4 separate regions of the Mus musculus genome follow, and regions 2, 3 and 4 are each linked to region 1. Evidence: chromatin contacts called from public Hi-C, Micro-C and promoter capture Hi-C data. All regions are on one chromosome and are shown on one strand. The core of a region is the stretch at or near the end of the contact, and the rest is flanking DNA. Distances in the headings are between cores, read along the strand shown. Region 1 holds the start of Nup205 (nucleoporin 205). Region 2 has its middle 24 kb from the start of Slc23a4. Region 3 overlaps Cnot4 (CCR4-NOT transcription complex, subunit 4). Region 4 holds the start of 1700065J11Rik (RIKEN cDNA 1700065J11 gene).

What was found. Promoter capture Hi-C pulls out the DNA fragments that hold promoters and counts their contacts. Hi-C and Micro-C count contacts between places; a contact is called where the count stands out from the background.
Region 2: a contact with region 1 is called in a Hi-C map of cerebral cortex, with 4 times the contacts expected there. The contact joins the enhancer-like site here to the promoter of Nup205 in region 1. A contact is called at or near these places in 6 of 39 promoter capture datasets (the 3T3-L1 cell line, 3T3-L1-derived adipocytes, the C10 cell line and 2 more), 1 of 15 datasets of contacts at CTCF or cohesin (embryonic stem cells), 35 of 484 Hi-C or Micro-C datasets (the AML12 cell line, the Ba/F3 cell line, the G1E-ER4 cell line and 19 more), 2 of 115 datasets of contacts at active chromatin or transcription factors (PVALB interneurons and astrocytes) and 2 of 9 other capture datasets (adipose tissue and liver).
Region 3: a contact with region 1 is called in a promoter capture Hi-C map of neural stem cells. The contact joins the enhancer-like site here to the promoter of Nup205 in region 1. A contact is called at or near these places in 4 of 39 promoter capture datasets (the HPC-7 cell line, cranial neural crest, neural stem cells and 1 more), 1 of 484 Hi-C or Micro-C datasets (nephron progenitors), 1 of 115 datasets of contacts at active chromatin or transcription factors (microglia) and 2 of 9 other capture datasets (adipose tissue and liver).
Region 4: a Micro-C map of embryonic stem cells shows a contact between it and region 1, with 2.2 times the contacts expected there. The contact joins the promoter of 1700065J11Rik here to the promoter of Nup205 in region 1. A contact is called at or near these places in 7 of 39 promoter capture datasets (the 3T3-L1 cell line, embryonic stem cells, hippocampal neurons and 3 more), 1 of 484 Hi-C or Micro-C datasets (embryonic stem cells) and 1 of 115 datasets of contacts at active chromatin or transcription factors (pancreatic cancer cells).

Annotation. Positions count from the first base shown.
Region 1 is chr6:35,175,671-35,179,225 of GRCm38.p6, reverse strand. Nup205 (nucleoporin 205) reads right to left here and starts at 1,610. Exons shown (of 43, transcript NM_027513.1): 1 at 1,567-1,610. The coding sequence starts at 1,594.
Region 2 is chr6:35,000,510-35,004,064 of GRCm38.p6, reverse strand. No RefSeq gene overlaps it. Among named protein-coding and RNA genes, the nearest start is that of Slc23a4, 24 kb to the right of the region's middle. Within about 2 kb of position 1,699, at least 29 of the 459 cell types and tissues checked have an H3K27ac peak or open chromatin away from gene starts, as enhancers often do. A contact at or near this core is called in the HL-1 cell line, the N1E-115 cell line, PVALB interneurons and 4 more, where this site is marked.
Region 3 is chr6:35,025,577-35,029,131 of GRCm38.p6, reverse strand. The region is part of intron 10 of Cnot4 (CCR4-NOT transcription complex, subunit 4); the gene reads left to right. Among named protein-coding and RNA genes, the nearest start is that of Slc23a4, 49 kb to the right of the region's middle. Within about 2 kb of position 1,656, at least 42 of the 459 cell types and tissues checked have an H3K27ac peak or open chromatin away from gene starts, as enhancers often do. A contact at or near this core is called in neural stem cells, where this site is marked.
Region 4 is chr6:35,329,199-35,332,753 of GRCm38.p6, reverse strand. 1700065J11Rik (RIKEN cDNA 1700065J11 gene) reads right to left here and starts at 1,908. Exons shown (of 3, transcript NR_040526.1): 1 at 1,872-1,908.

The sequences.
Region 1 (3,555 bases), core at 361-2,860:
CCATTCATCTATGGATGCTTCAGTTCTTCCCAAAGGTGACAAAAAATAACTCTCTTGACTGACTCCTGGCTTTTTAAAATGCTTTCTTTTCTTGAGGCCAATCAAAGCTCTCCTGTACACACTATACTCCTGGGAGCTAGTGACAACTGTCAGTGGCTTGTGTTTAATGGTAACTCAGGATATTATATGCTATAAATGTATGTAACAGAACTATTACATGGAAGCCTGGCTTTTCAAAAAATCTAGTAGTGCATTTAATTTAACTACTTTGAGGGGGGACAAGCATGATGTAATGTCATAAAGTTGTGCTTAAAAGCATTAACTGGCTGGGCAGTGGTGGCGCATGCCTTTAATCCCAGCACTTGGGAGGCATAGGAAGGTGAATTTCTGAGTTTGAGGCCAGCCTGGTCTACAGAGTGAGTTCTAGGACAGTCAGGCCTTCACAGAGAAACCCTGGGGGGGGGGGGGGGGCGGGGAAGAAAAAAAAAGGCATTAACTGTTTAATTTTGGAGAAATTATGTAATCACTGGAAGTCTTTGCTTCCAAATTAAATCTGAGATATTTAATTGCATTACTCCAAATATATAAATGAAATACACACATACACCAGGTATAAAGGGATTCAACAATCAAGACTAACACTTGCTCCAGTGAGCAGACAATATGTTGTCAATACAACAGAAAACTTCATTTCTACAGAACAATTTACCATACCACTTCTGAGATGGTTTATGTACAAAACTCAGATTTAGGTAATTTTCAAAAAATACTGGTAAACTGGCAAGAACCAGTACCAAAAACAGTTTAAAAACAAAACAGTCCTGCTGAAAAAGATGGTCCGTAAACGTTTGCTATGTTGCCTCTTAATTGTACTCATGAATCGAGTGTCTAAAGCCGTGTTCAGGAGTGCCAGACCTCGTACGAAATGTTTGACATCTAAGTCCTCCCCACTAACGACCGGCACCGTGTTCCTGGAACCAGGACAAATCAAAACCCATCCACTTCTTCAAGCATCTCTGAGGGGTTCCAATTACCAAAGATGACCCCAGCCCCAGCTTTTTCACAGCGATGTCACCGTCCGCCGTGGCTGTGACAACGGTGCAGGGCGGCACGTGCTGAGCCCGTGGCACCGCCTCGCGGCTGGCAAGACCTCCTCACCCCCATGCCCCATGACCGGCCCACGGCCCCCTTCCAGACCAGCTTCCTTCCAGCCTCGCCTGGGTCCCACAGCCCGGGACTTGAGCCGTACCTCGGCGGTAGATGGCCTGCCTACACCTGAAGGATATTGGGGGGACGAAGCGGCTTCGGGGGCGCGCGCCTGGCTGCCCGGGACCCCGCCGCTCCGCCTCCCCTTCACACGCCCGTTTCGAGGGCCAAACTGTCGCCGCGCCGCGCGCCATTCAAACGGAGGCGGCGCGGGGCTGCAGGCCGGAGCGCGGCGAGAGCGGGCCCTGCGCACACGCTCGCGCCCGCACTGCCAACGGCCCGACTGCACCAGCGCTCCCCACTCGCCGGCCCCGCCCCCCGTGGGTCCCCGCGGGTCCCTCGCGGGCCCGCCGCGCTCACCCGAATTTACCGCCAACAGCGCCGCCATCTTGGAGGAGGACTGAGAGAGCGCTCCTGCCGCGGGGAGGACCCCGGGCCCGAGGGCCTGCCCGCGTCGACGCCTGAACACAAGGGCGTCCCCAGGGCCTCCGAGAACGCCATGCGAGGCTCGAGCGGGTGTGCACAAGGCTCCCCGCCCTGCTCTGGCCTAGGGCCATCGAGTCTAACTGCGACCATTACCGTTAAAACAAGCCGAGGGCAGCCGGTTCGGAGACTAGCTGTGCAATGCATCATGGGACCCGTAGTTTTATTTCGAGTGAGCCGTGCAGTTGACTAGTGTTCAAAAAAGGGAAATCAGTGAAACTGAAAAAGTTCTTGCTGGGCGTGGTGGCGCACGCCTTTAATCCCATCACTCGGGAGGCAGAGGCAGGCGGATTTCTAAGTTCAAGGCCAGCCTGGTCTACAAAGTGAGTTCCAGGACAACCAGGGCTATACAGGCTATATACCCTGTCTCAAAAAAAAAAAAAAAAAAAAAGAGAAAAAATTCTCATGACCTTCATTTCAAGTTAAATTTTATTTGAATAGCCATCCCCCTTACCTTAAGAGAGTAGAGTGAAGTGAGTAAGTGATTAAGGAATTTCTATTTAATAAGTATATTCTGTAGACATAATCACATTGTGCTTCGAAAATTACAGACAGGGCCTGGAGAGATGGTTCAGAGGTTAAGAGCACTGAGTGCTCTTCCAAAGGTCCTGAGTTCAAATCCCAGTAACCATGTGGTGGCTGACAACCATTTGTAATGAGATCTGACGCCCTCTTCTGGGATGTCTGAAGACAACTACAGTGTACTTACATATAATAAATAAATAAATCTTTGGAAAAAAAAAAGAAAATTACAGACAGCGACAAAATTTGAGTACTGCCTGCCTGACTTCAAAAGTGTCACCCATTTGCTTCCTCATCCCCAACATGTTGAGTCAAATTCGACATAAATTTCACAAACACCAAATGTTTTTTCTACCTAAGCAACCAAAACTACTAAACTTACTCGTTAAATTTAAAATTTGCTAGCCGGGCGTGGTGGCCCACGCCTTTAATCCCAGCACTTGGGAGGCAGAGGCAGGCAGATTTTCTGAGTTCTAGGCCAGCATGGTCTACAGAGTGAGTTCCAAGACAGCCAGGGCTATACAGAGAAACCCTGTCTCAAAAAAACAAAAAGAAGAAAGAAAGGAAAAACACGTTACAGAATAGAATGGAAGCGGGCTAGTGAGATAAGAACCTAAAAAGCCTACTAAGTAACTTCTACATACGTTAGAAGTACTAATTCTGTCTTAAGCTTTCATTAAGTCTACTGTAAAATATAATGATTTCTGTGAATGATTGATGTCAGTAGCGATCTGCTTGAAAGCTCTTCGCTTATATTTGGAAGCCTTCAATGGAGAGTTCTAAGCCAAGCACCTCTTTCACTAGCGACTGACCAGACTGCCCTTACAGCAGCCCTGCTATTCTGGAGAGTTTACAGACACCCTGGGGATATGCTCACATTTGCACAGCTGAAGACATGCTCCAGTCATGGTCACTCCACAGCCTGTACTAGCCTTTGAATGCACTGGAATTAGACTAGCCTAAGTGAACTCCCAGTGACCCTGTGACCATTTTCAAGCAGGCTATAGGAGGAGCACTCTTCCTGGTGTTCGATCATCAGAGGACTTGTGATTGGTACAGAATGTAATTCATTTGCATGAAGGATTGTGCTATGGTTGGTGCAAACAACCTTACCAAATACCCCTTCTGGTTATATAAGCAGGCTGTTTGGTTTTCTTTTCAAGTCAGCTGTGAGACACCCTTTTTGAACTGTCTCTGCTGTTACATCCTTAAAACCATTAAAAGGTTCTCTCAAAAAATAAAAATAAAAAAAAGGGTGGTGGTGGCTCATGCCTTTAATCCTAGCACTAGGCAGGCAGGTCTGTGTGAGTTTAAGGCTAGCCTGGTCTACAGAGTGAGTCCCAG
Region 2 (3,555 bases), core at 450-2,949, 180 kb after region 1:
AACTCAAGGCAGGAGGAGACAGGGGCAGAAGTGAAGGACGATGCTTTCTTGGCTCATCTTTGGCTGGCTCCCTGGCCAGTGCTCCCTTACACATCCCAGGCCCACCTGACCAGGGTTAGTACTCTTCACAGTGAACTGTACCCTACATTAATTAGCAATAAAAAAAAGTGTCTCACAGCCATGTTGATGAAGGCAGGTGTTCAGTTGAGGGTCCGTCTTTCCAGGGATTCTGGGTTGTGTCAAGCTGACAATAACTAACTAGGACAATAAGCTTTCTCTTTGTCTCATATAGTTTTACCATCATGAATAATGCTGTAACCAAATTCCCTTGAAAGTTTAAAAAGACTGAATGGCAACTGTTGAGGTTTGGTCTGTTGTAATGCTAAACACTGCCCCCCAAAATCTTGTTGCCCCCAGGGACAAGGGGATCCTTAGTACACCAAGTGATGCTTTGTAACCTTGCCCCCCAAGTTATCCCTGATTGGTTAATAAAGATGTCTACAGCCTATAGTTGGGCAGAAGAGAGGTAGGTGGGGCTTCAGTTCCAGGGCTTGGAGTTTGAAGCAGAGACCACAAGGAAGAAAGAGGAGGTGAAGAAGATACTGTGAGGAAGGTGAATCAGGAAAACACCATTTTGAAAGGCTGACCAATTGGAGTAAAAGCAGCCCAGGTAGAACACAGCAAGTTGTAACTCAGGGTTATTGATAGGGAAGTAGATACTAACAGCTTAGAGGGAGATGTCGGCCCAGCTCTTGTGCTGTTTGAGGCTTATTATAAATATAAAGGTTTTGTGTCTTTTACCTGGGAACTGAATGATCAAAGGCAGGGTAGAAACCCCCAATTAATATCAAATGTTTACCACTACAGGCTACTGTAGAGATGGACCAGCCAGTGAAGACTAATTTCTCCAATATATGAGCGTTCCCATTTCCCAACTTCTTTGCTGACAGGAACTCTGACATGTTGTTGACATGTGATTCATTGGGTGTGGGTAAACCTGGATCCGGCTCTATAGGGCTTCCGGCTTCTCACCAGCCGTGTGACTACTGCATAAGTTAACAGTTACCGGACAACAAGATACCTGAGAGAGGTCCCGTAAGGCTCTAGTATGGATGGTGGAGCAGAAGCCAGAGGCCTCAGACCAGACAAATGGCTCATTGCAGTGAACGTTTGCAAGCAAAGAAGTGTGAGCCAAGGGGTATTCTGTGGGACACACTGCAGCTTCCACAACGAGTTGTTTGTTTTTTAATTTGGGTTCTTTTTTTTAAAAGACATGGATGCTGTGTAGGACCTGGGGATACAGCAAAGTTAGCCGCTGCACACTGGGACTTGGCACTCTTTGGCATAGAACGTTGGTTTGTCCTCTTCCCTGAGGTCATCTTTAAGACCAGGAGCTGTTCTGAAAACTCTGGCGATGGGAAGAGGAGATGGGGCCAGAGCGCTCGAGCTGTGGGGAGAGCTTCTTCTGGGTACCTCACCAGGCCGTCCGTGTTCCTTTCCCATTTCATCCTCTGCGTCCATATCCGTGTCACTCATGAAGACAGGAGAGCTAAATGGCAGGTGGGTTCCTAGTACAAGCCCCTAAAAATAGCAGAGGCAGGGCTCCGCTCCAAAACGCCGGCAGTATCAGCAAGCTAATTAAGAAATCTGCTGATGATGACGAGGAGCTGGCGAGCTTCCCGTTCCCATCAACTGCTGCAGACGGAGAGAGCAGGCTCCTTCATGTCAGAGATCCGGAAAAGCCCACGTCTCTGTGCATATGCTCTGAGATGAGATGACATTTCGGTGGAAAGCTGTGCCGGGTTTCCATTTAAGCACCTAGATCCGTGGCCAGTTCTCGGAGTTCCTTTTCATTTTTCTTTCCATTTGCCCGTTTAAGTTCCATGATGCTTAGTTTTGAATCCAGCCCCAGTTAGATGAACTCTGCCCAGCTTCAGACGAACTGAAGAAAGGAGAGAACTTCAGGCTTGCTTTATTTAAGCTCCTCAGCCAGTGCTCCACTACATTTTAAAGTGTGTGTGTGTGTGTGTGTGTGTGCGCGCGCGCGCACACGCTTGTGCCCCCAAGAGGCCACAGGCATCCTGGAACTGGAATTACAGGTGTTTGTGAGCTGCTTCCTATGGGTCCTAGAGACCAAACTCATGTCCTTTGTTTGGATGAGACATCCTTGTTCATAACCACTGAGCCGTCTCGCCAGCCATATCTAATCTTATGTACTCAGCCCATCTCCTTAGGGATAGCACCACCCACAGTGAGCTAGGCTCTCCTAAATTCATGACCAATCAAGAAAATGCCTGCACAGACATCCCTGCAGGCCAGTAAACAGTATTCCTTCAGGGTTCATGCTCCAGGTTCCTGTCTTGACTTCCAGCCAAGGAATAGAATGTCTTCCCTTATTACTAGCTCTGGATTACAGCAGACTGCTGCTCCTCCATATCAAATGGTATGTTGAACAATAGTTAGGGCATGGAGCAAGTGGGTTGGTAAAGGGAACACAATGGGGGGGGGGGGCAGCAACTAGAAGAGCTGGCTGTGCTGATGCTTGTCTATAATTCTAGTACTCCAGGCTCAGAGGAGTCAAGAGTTCAAGACCAGCCTAAGCTGTAGGAAGACCTTTTATCAAAAAACAAAGAGAGGGACAGAGAGAGAAGAAGGGAAGAATAGAGAAAGGAAGAAGAGGAAGGAAGGAAGGAAGGAGGAAGAGGAAGAGGAAGAGGAAGGGAGGGAGAGAACCCTGACCTGTACCTTCCTGGAGTGTGGCTCTCCTCTCTTCCTGCTCTTTCTGTGAGTAGCTGGCCCCTAAGCTAGCGCCTGCTGAGAGGGCTGTAAGCCTTTTCCCTATCTGTCTGATATTCAGAGATGAGGGCCATGGAGGTACCTTTCCGCCTTCTGTTTGTTAGTCTTGCATGTCCAGTAGCTGTCCAGCATGTCCCATAGTCTCCCTTCCCACACAATGCATGAAACCTTCTATTTTGCTCCTTGGTTTTGTCAGTTTAAATAAAGGAAAACGCTTAGCTATTAGGGAAACCATGGGCTAGGGGTGGGCCTAGGTTCTGGTCACCACTGGGAAGATTCTGGACCCGCTGGGAGCTGCCTTCCAGCTATTCCCGGCCACATGTGGTTGGAGTACTGAATGCATACTGCTGTCAAGACTTCCAAGCTCTGTCATAACTTCCTGCCTTTGACCAACTGCTATGAATAGTTTTCTATGGGTCATTATTTGGTGCCTGTGCTCCATATTTTCTGATTGCCCTCTCATATCTACCTTTTGTTTTCCTGCCAGGGAGGTAGAGAGTGGGCAGCTCTTAGATGTTTGGACTGGAGCATCTGCTTGCGCACACCCCGGAGTTCTGGGGCAGAGAACAATGGACGAGCAACTCAATGATAGGAGGGTGGTTATGAGCCAAGGTCTGGCCTCCCTCTGCTACCCTGTTTGAACACAGAGTTCAGGGAGTCTGAATTCCAAGGGGAAAATGAAAATTGGCTGTTAGGTTGTTCTTAAGGAGTATCTGTCAAGGCTGGACGCCAGTACACTGATCAGTTTGCTTGCTTGAT
Region 3 (3,555 bases), core at 407-2,906, 150 kb after region 1:
ACTTTGCATAAACAAAGTTTGACTTTTAAAGATTTTGTTAAGGCATCTGACATTTCCCCTTAGAGCTCTTTGTCATTTTAATTAATTTCTTTCTTCCCTTCTTCCTTCCTTTCCTTTTTTCAGTCTACAATCTTATTTTTTTTAAGTCTGTGCTTAGTTCTGTGCTCAGGCAGCTCAGCTCTGCCATACTGGTCTGTCTTGTTTTATAATAAACATAGTCTTAGAAATTTAAGTAGAAACTCTATCATTTAAATGGAGTCTTTTTAATAAGCTGATTGTATTTATGTCTGAAGGAATTTCTTGACAGTCCTAGGGATAATTTTAATTAATAAATTTTGATGATTTTGCCACTGTCCTGAAGAACCTCTTACCCATATACAAAACTTAAGTTGTAATATGGCACTTTTTTCTATCCTTTAAAGTTTGGTTTGGCATATTCCTTTATATTAGAGTCACAGGAAGATAGGCTGTTGAAGTTTGAGGGAGCTAGGCTTTCATGCAGTAAATACTGATAAACTGTAGTGAAAAGGATTGGAGAGAGCAGCAGTGTGGTGACACTTGGAGGCCGTTTCCTGTGCACCCCTGAAAATGTACGCTGTAGGGCAGAGAAGAGGGAAACGTGGGAGGAAAGGAGAAGTGGACTGACTCACAATGGGAAAGAGCGTGAAGACGGACAAACGGGATGAGTTTAGGACTGCTTCTGAGTGGAACTCAGTGATGCCTTCTCATGTGGGCTGTCAAGCCACTCACAAGTAATTTAACTTGACATAGGCTCTCTGGTCCCAGTACTATAGTCATTAATTGAAACTTAAGAATTTGGGCCAAGTTTGTGGGCCAGCTGCTCCCACCAAAGCATTGTATCAAACCACTTTAGTTGATAAGGCCTATGTGTTTATAGAGAGTCCTGCCAGCACTAATTAAATACTTTAAAGAATAAAGTGAGTATTTACTTGGTCTTTTCAAATTCTGCTTGTAGAGTGTTCATGGCAGACATGCTAAGCAGGTTGGCCACACAGTACCTCTGTGAGCATGGTGGCTGCTATAGTTCCTAAGACGAGGCCTGTTCTCGGGGCCAGTTCCCAGCAAGTAAATATGCTGCCATGGCTCATTGGAAAGTGACCAATAGAGAGACATTTGTTGTTAGTCACTTATCAAGAAATGACTGTGCTTTTGATGATGTTTCCTTCTTTCATTCTGTCTACCCAGGGGTAAGGCAGTAGAGACTGGGTAGGATACAGGCTTGAGATTATATTGGCAGGCAGCTCTGGTGCTGCCTCCTATAGCCAAGTGACAGCTTTCAGCCCAGTCCTTTCTTGAATAGACCTGCTGACTTCTTTCAGTGAATTTCTAGTGTGAATCCTTAAAAGATAATTCAGTTACATCAGATTTGAGTCAGTGGTCCACTGTTGGGGGGGGGGCCTTTATTATTGGAGCCTCAGAAGCAAAGGAGCCCCCTTCCTTTGCCAGTGGTTCTGATGGCGACTTTGCCTCCGCCTCCCTCCCTCCCATGGCACTTAGAACGACTACAGACAGGAGGGAATGGTGCTGGTGAGCATCCCAGAATATGTAGGGCAGCAATCACCAATGAGGATTGTATTGTGGCGTCCAAAGCCAGCTGCCAAGCCAGGGTGTGGCTCAGCAGGAGAGCACTTGTCTAACACCACCGCTTACTACAAAAACAAGCCTTGCCTTGTTTCCAGGAATGGTCTTAGTCTACTGAGTCTACAGTCAGAATGAATCTGGGTCAGGGTGTGAGGTAGTGTAGCTGGAGCTGTTTTGATGAAGTTTGTTAGCATTCCCGGGTTTCCTTTCTTTGCATTAACTCTCAGCTCAGCTCTAGAGAAGGGAGCAGGGGAGGGAGGTAAACTTTTCCTCCAAGCTCTTTAAAATGTGTTCCCATTCCAAGAGCTAAGGCTCTGGGTCCTGTCCTGTGACACGCCCCCTCCCCCAACCATCCCCACTGTAAGCAACACGCTATGCTCTCGGGCTCCCAGAATGGTTAGGGCACTGGCTTTGCTTCGAGTGCGTATATGGGGGATGTTGTTTGTTGTTTTTCAGTAAAGATTGTTAAAAATTACAAACTGGGAGATTTGTTTCCCAAGCTACCTTACAATCAAACTATACTGGGAAGATCCTAATTTCCGGTTGTTTGTGTGTTGCGTACCACAGATGACATCTTTGGCTGGCACTGTTATTGGATTGTATTATTTTGCAGAGCAAATATAGCCTTTGATTTAAAAAAAAGGAAACATGGGCTTTATTTGTTTTATTTTTTTAAGTGGTTCTTGGTTAGCAGCAAAGCTAACACTAAGGTAAATGGCTCTCCTTCGAGCCTTGCTTTGCTGCCTCTGGTTGTGTTATGATGCTACTTCATAGTAAAGTTTCCTGAATGTGTTACTCTGTAAGTGGAGGTAAGTGTTCTTCTGTTTCTCTCTTTTGACAAATGTAAGAGCATAGAATGAGTGGGGTAGGGGAGAGAGAAGCTGGGCATCGGTGTGGGCACCTTACTGACCCGGAACATCCAGACCTAAGAGCATCCTGTAGTCCTTCCCATGTAGCTAGCTATATGGCAGTTTTATCCTTCCAAGGCAGTCTTGTTTCCCTTCCATGAAGGTTTCAACTGTTTCTTATGCATAATCGAACACCATTCTAGAAGCTAGACTGTCTTCTCTACCAGGCCATCTTGTAATTGACACATGTATGATTTCAGTTTTTTATCAGAGGGTCTTGTTCATGCCCAGTTAAAGTGGTGGAGCTGGAGGGAGAGACTCTCAATTATATTAGAACCTTCAACTCTAGGGATTGCTGGGTCCTGGGGGTATAGTAGAGTTGATTCAATGCTTCCGAGCATGCAGGAAGCCCTGGGTTTGAGTAATTCCCATACTCCAGAGCCAGAAGCAAGAGGATCAGTCATTTGTGCCTTCATGGGGAGTTCAAGGCCAGCCTGAGATACAGGAGACCCTGTCTCAAGGGTGGGGGTGGTTTCATGGAGCTTAGGGTATCTATCACTTGTAGCTCAGTGATAGAATGCTTACCTAGTAGCTCACAAGAGGTCTTGAAGTTGACCTCCGATAACACAAGGTACAGGGAGTGTATGTGGAGGGGTGTTTCTCCTGGCTACAAATGCTAGTCTGTTTCTTAAGGTATGTTATTTCTCTGTCCCCACCCTGAAAGAGGGACCTTGGCTTTTTTGTTTGTTTCTTAGTTTTTGTTCTCGTTTTAATTGTGCACCTCATAGAACCTTGGGTTTTCCCCTTAAATATTTGACTCGTTAAAAAAAATCAATTAATAGTCTATACAAAGTAGACCAAGTGAAAGCTTGTTAAATAATTTGTTTTTTTAAATATATTCCTCAGTATCTGGATTCAGGTTACCAAAAATGAGTTCTATAGACATAGACATGGGCAGCTTTTTTCTCTTTTGGGGCTGTCTTACCAGCTTGCCCTGGTTCTCATGCCTACTCAGCTGTAGAGTATTAGCTAGGATTTAGGTGTGCACGGCGGTCCCTGTGCGTCCTTTGTCTAAGTCCTGCCTACCTCACAGGGTTGTTGTGAG
Region 4 (3,555 bases), core at 659-3,158, 150 kb before region 1:
AGGCTGAACCTAAGTGCGGCATAGCATCTCACTCCATCCCAGAGGAGGCATCCTTGGACGTGCAAAGAAAAGCAAGCAATTATTTGAATGATAATGCACATTTAACCTATGAGGATCTGCCAAGCCATAAGCACTGAACAGCCCGAAATCAGAATTACTACATTTGTAGGACCAAGCATCTTACACCGGCACCCACCAATCGCTTACAGGAGTGATCCGTGATCCATATTCATTGTTGGTTTGGCAGGATTTAGAATTACTGAGGAGACAAGCCCCTGGGCCTGTCTGTAGGGGATGATCTAGATTAGATCCATTGAAATAGGAAGGTTCATCCTAACTGTGAGTTGAACCATTCCATGGACTGGGGTTCCTAACTGAATAAAAACAAAGGGTTGTCTAGAGAGATGGCTCAGCGGTTGAATGGCACCTGCTGTTCTTACAGACAGCTCAGGTCTGGTTCCCAGCACGCACAGGCTGGCTCACAACCATCTGCAACTCCAGTTCCAAAGGATCTGATGGCCTTCCTGGATACCAGGCACTAACGTGGCATGTGCTGTGTGTGTGCGTGAGTGCAGGAAAACACTCACACATATAAATAAATAAATCTAAAAAGGAAAACAACTAATGAGGCCAATATTCATCTCTCTGCTTCTTGATTGTCAGTGCCTGTGACCAGCCACACCCCCTGCCATCATGCCTTCCTGGCCATAATAAACCAAACCAAGACCTTCCTTCTTTAAGTTGCTTCTTGTTGGGTATTTGGTCACAGCTGGGGAAAAAATACCTAATATATCTCCTAAGGTGAGGTCGGCAGACTGCAATCAAAACACCTTGTACAGGATGCTGGAGGCACCAGTTCTGCCCCAGTCCCTCTGGGCTCACCCTTGATCTTTCTCCTCCTCCACTCCTCTCCTGTGGAAGCTAGTCCCTGCTCTCTACTGATCTCTCTTTTGTGGGCTCAGGAGAAAAGAATAGAGAACAAAGAGATGTCGAGGAGGCTGCTAAAGAGCTTTTGCTCAAGGCACTCAGGTCCCTGTATCCTGCTTTAGAAACTATTTTCCCCTAAACATCACCCCACACATGTCTTCTGGGGACCACAGTCCATCCAGTGCACCTCTGGATTCAAGGTGGCATGCCACCCACCTGGCTTTACTAAGGTCTGGGAGGAAATGGTTCCCTGGGATGCTAAGGAGCTGGTGGAAGCCCCTGAACTCAAGGCTCCCAGCCCAATAGCAGGCAGAGCTAGTCCTGGTCTGGAACTGTCCTTTCCCTAGGCTGGGCTCATCCTCAGCACATAAAAGCCACAACATTGTGTAAACAGCCAGACAGTGCCATCCCACATCAGCCCATACCTGCCAGGGCTCTCAAGTGTTTTTCTGACCTCTCCCGACCCCCGCCCACCTCTTGTTCTTACTGGAAAAATTCCTCCCCAGAGTTTCCAAATTCAAAAGGGAGAAAAGGAAGATTCCCTTCCATTTTGATTGTGGATGAAAATAAATCCATTGTAAGTTTCTTACCCCAAATCAGATTCGCTAACGAACTGGTCCAGGGCTGTTAAGGACAAATGTGAATGTTTTCAGAGGTGTTTTTGGAAAATCACGGACAGTGGCCAGGAGACGAACCTGCTGAGCTGTGGTTATTGGCATCGTGATTCAAAGCAGGAAATTCCTTACATAACTCACCCTCTCCCAAGCCTGCTGGGAGCAGGAGAGTCCAACTCCTCCCTGGGCTCCCTTCTGTTCCCAGACTGCTACCCACTGGGCCTGAACATGGCTGACCATCTACTTACTAAGCCAGAGCAAATGTGCATGCCTATCCTTCAAATCCCTTCAAGGCCAGACTCTAGGGGAGAAGATAAGGAAAATACTAACCACTCCCTCCATAAGGCTCCACGTCTTCTCCTTCTATGCAATGTAACCAGTGAGCAAATAAGATACCCTCTCCAGGCAACATTCCATTCTAGAATATTCCTTCTGGTACCATACCAACCCCCACCTTCCACTTCTCTAACCTCTAAGGATCTAAGACAGACAGACAGACACGCAGACAGACAGATGGACACACACACACAGAATCTATCAGTCTGGGTAGGCTAATTACTACAACAAGCACCTCAGTGAACGAACACAATGACAGTTTCACATTTGCTCACATTTAATAGCTGCTCATCTAAGCTGAGCCATGACTACACAGGGGACTTTCATTTGCTTTCTAAGCTATATTTTCTGCTTTCTAAGTCACAGTTCTTTAAGGAACCGTAGCTTGCACATTTTTTATGGAAGCAAGAGTTCTCCTCGGTTCTTCTTTACAGTTTGGAGTATAAGGAACAGATCCCAAAGTGCACTGTGTGAACCCCACAAAGTTGGCAGAGATCCGGTCCGTCATGTTCAGTCAGTGCCGCCATTAGCGGGCCTAACCCTTTCTCCACTGACACGCTGCTCTGGCAAGCAGAGCTTCCGGCCTCACAGACACATGGAAGCTGAATTGCCCAAAGGATTCTTGCGCCTGGCAGAGAATACTCTGCGCACATGGACATTGCAGGAGGACATTCTGGCCTGGCCTGGCCTGACACAAGACTACACGTATCACTGAGTCACTGATGATGGCAGTCCTAGCGGGATGAATGGATGCGTCGTCTGCCTTGGAGGCCAGCACTCTGTGACTCCATCTGTGCTTCTGTTGTCAAACCAAATTACCTCACTTATGGATTTAAAATAGAATCCAGACCAAAGGTGCTGGCTGTGTAGACAGGGAGGGAGGATTCAGTAGACGCGATTCTGGGTACCAAGCCAGAAGAGAAGGCTGGAAGCTGACACAGGCATTCCCACTGTTCAAAACCTGTGGCTTCTTTCTACATTCCTTTGCTCATTCATTCAACACTTTACCTACAGACTGAATGGGTCTATTCCCTTGGGCATGTCTGACTCCCGTGGACCATGTCACCAAACCCGCTTGCCTTTTGGCTGCCATTTAGGTCAGGGTATCAGGAGGCAAGAGGTATAAACAGGAAGTTGAAAGGAGAGAGTCTGAAGAGTAACAGCAGGAAAATCGCAAAACATGAGGTTGCCCAGCTTTAGAGCCAATCAGAGCTGAGGTTGCCCAGCTTTAGAGCCAATCAGAGCTGAGGTTGCCCAGCTTTAGAGCCAATCAGAGCTGAGGTTGCCCAGCTTTAGAGCCAATCAGAGCTGAGGTTGCCCAGCTTTAGACCAATCAGAGCTGAGGTTGCCCAGCTTTAGAGCCAATCAGAGCTGAGGTTGCCCAGCTTTAGAGCCAATCAGAGCTGAGGTTGCCCAGCTTTAGAGCCAATCAGCAAACATCCAAGGAAGCCCTATTCTCTCAAGGTCCTTTGGACAATCCTTTAGATTTATAAAATAAGTTCTATGAGCAAGCATGACACCAGAAGCCGGCTAGTATCAGAGCCAGGAGAACTAACTTCATAAGATGCAATCGTGTGCTGGGTCAGCTCCTACCATGCAGGATGCCCAAGAGCCCATTGTTAGAATTTCAGAAACTTGAAAGCTGCTTTCTAAACCACTTAGTAGCTTCAGGTCAGCC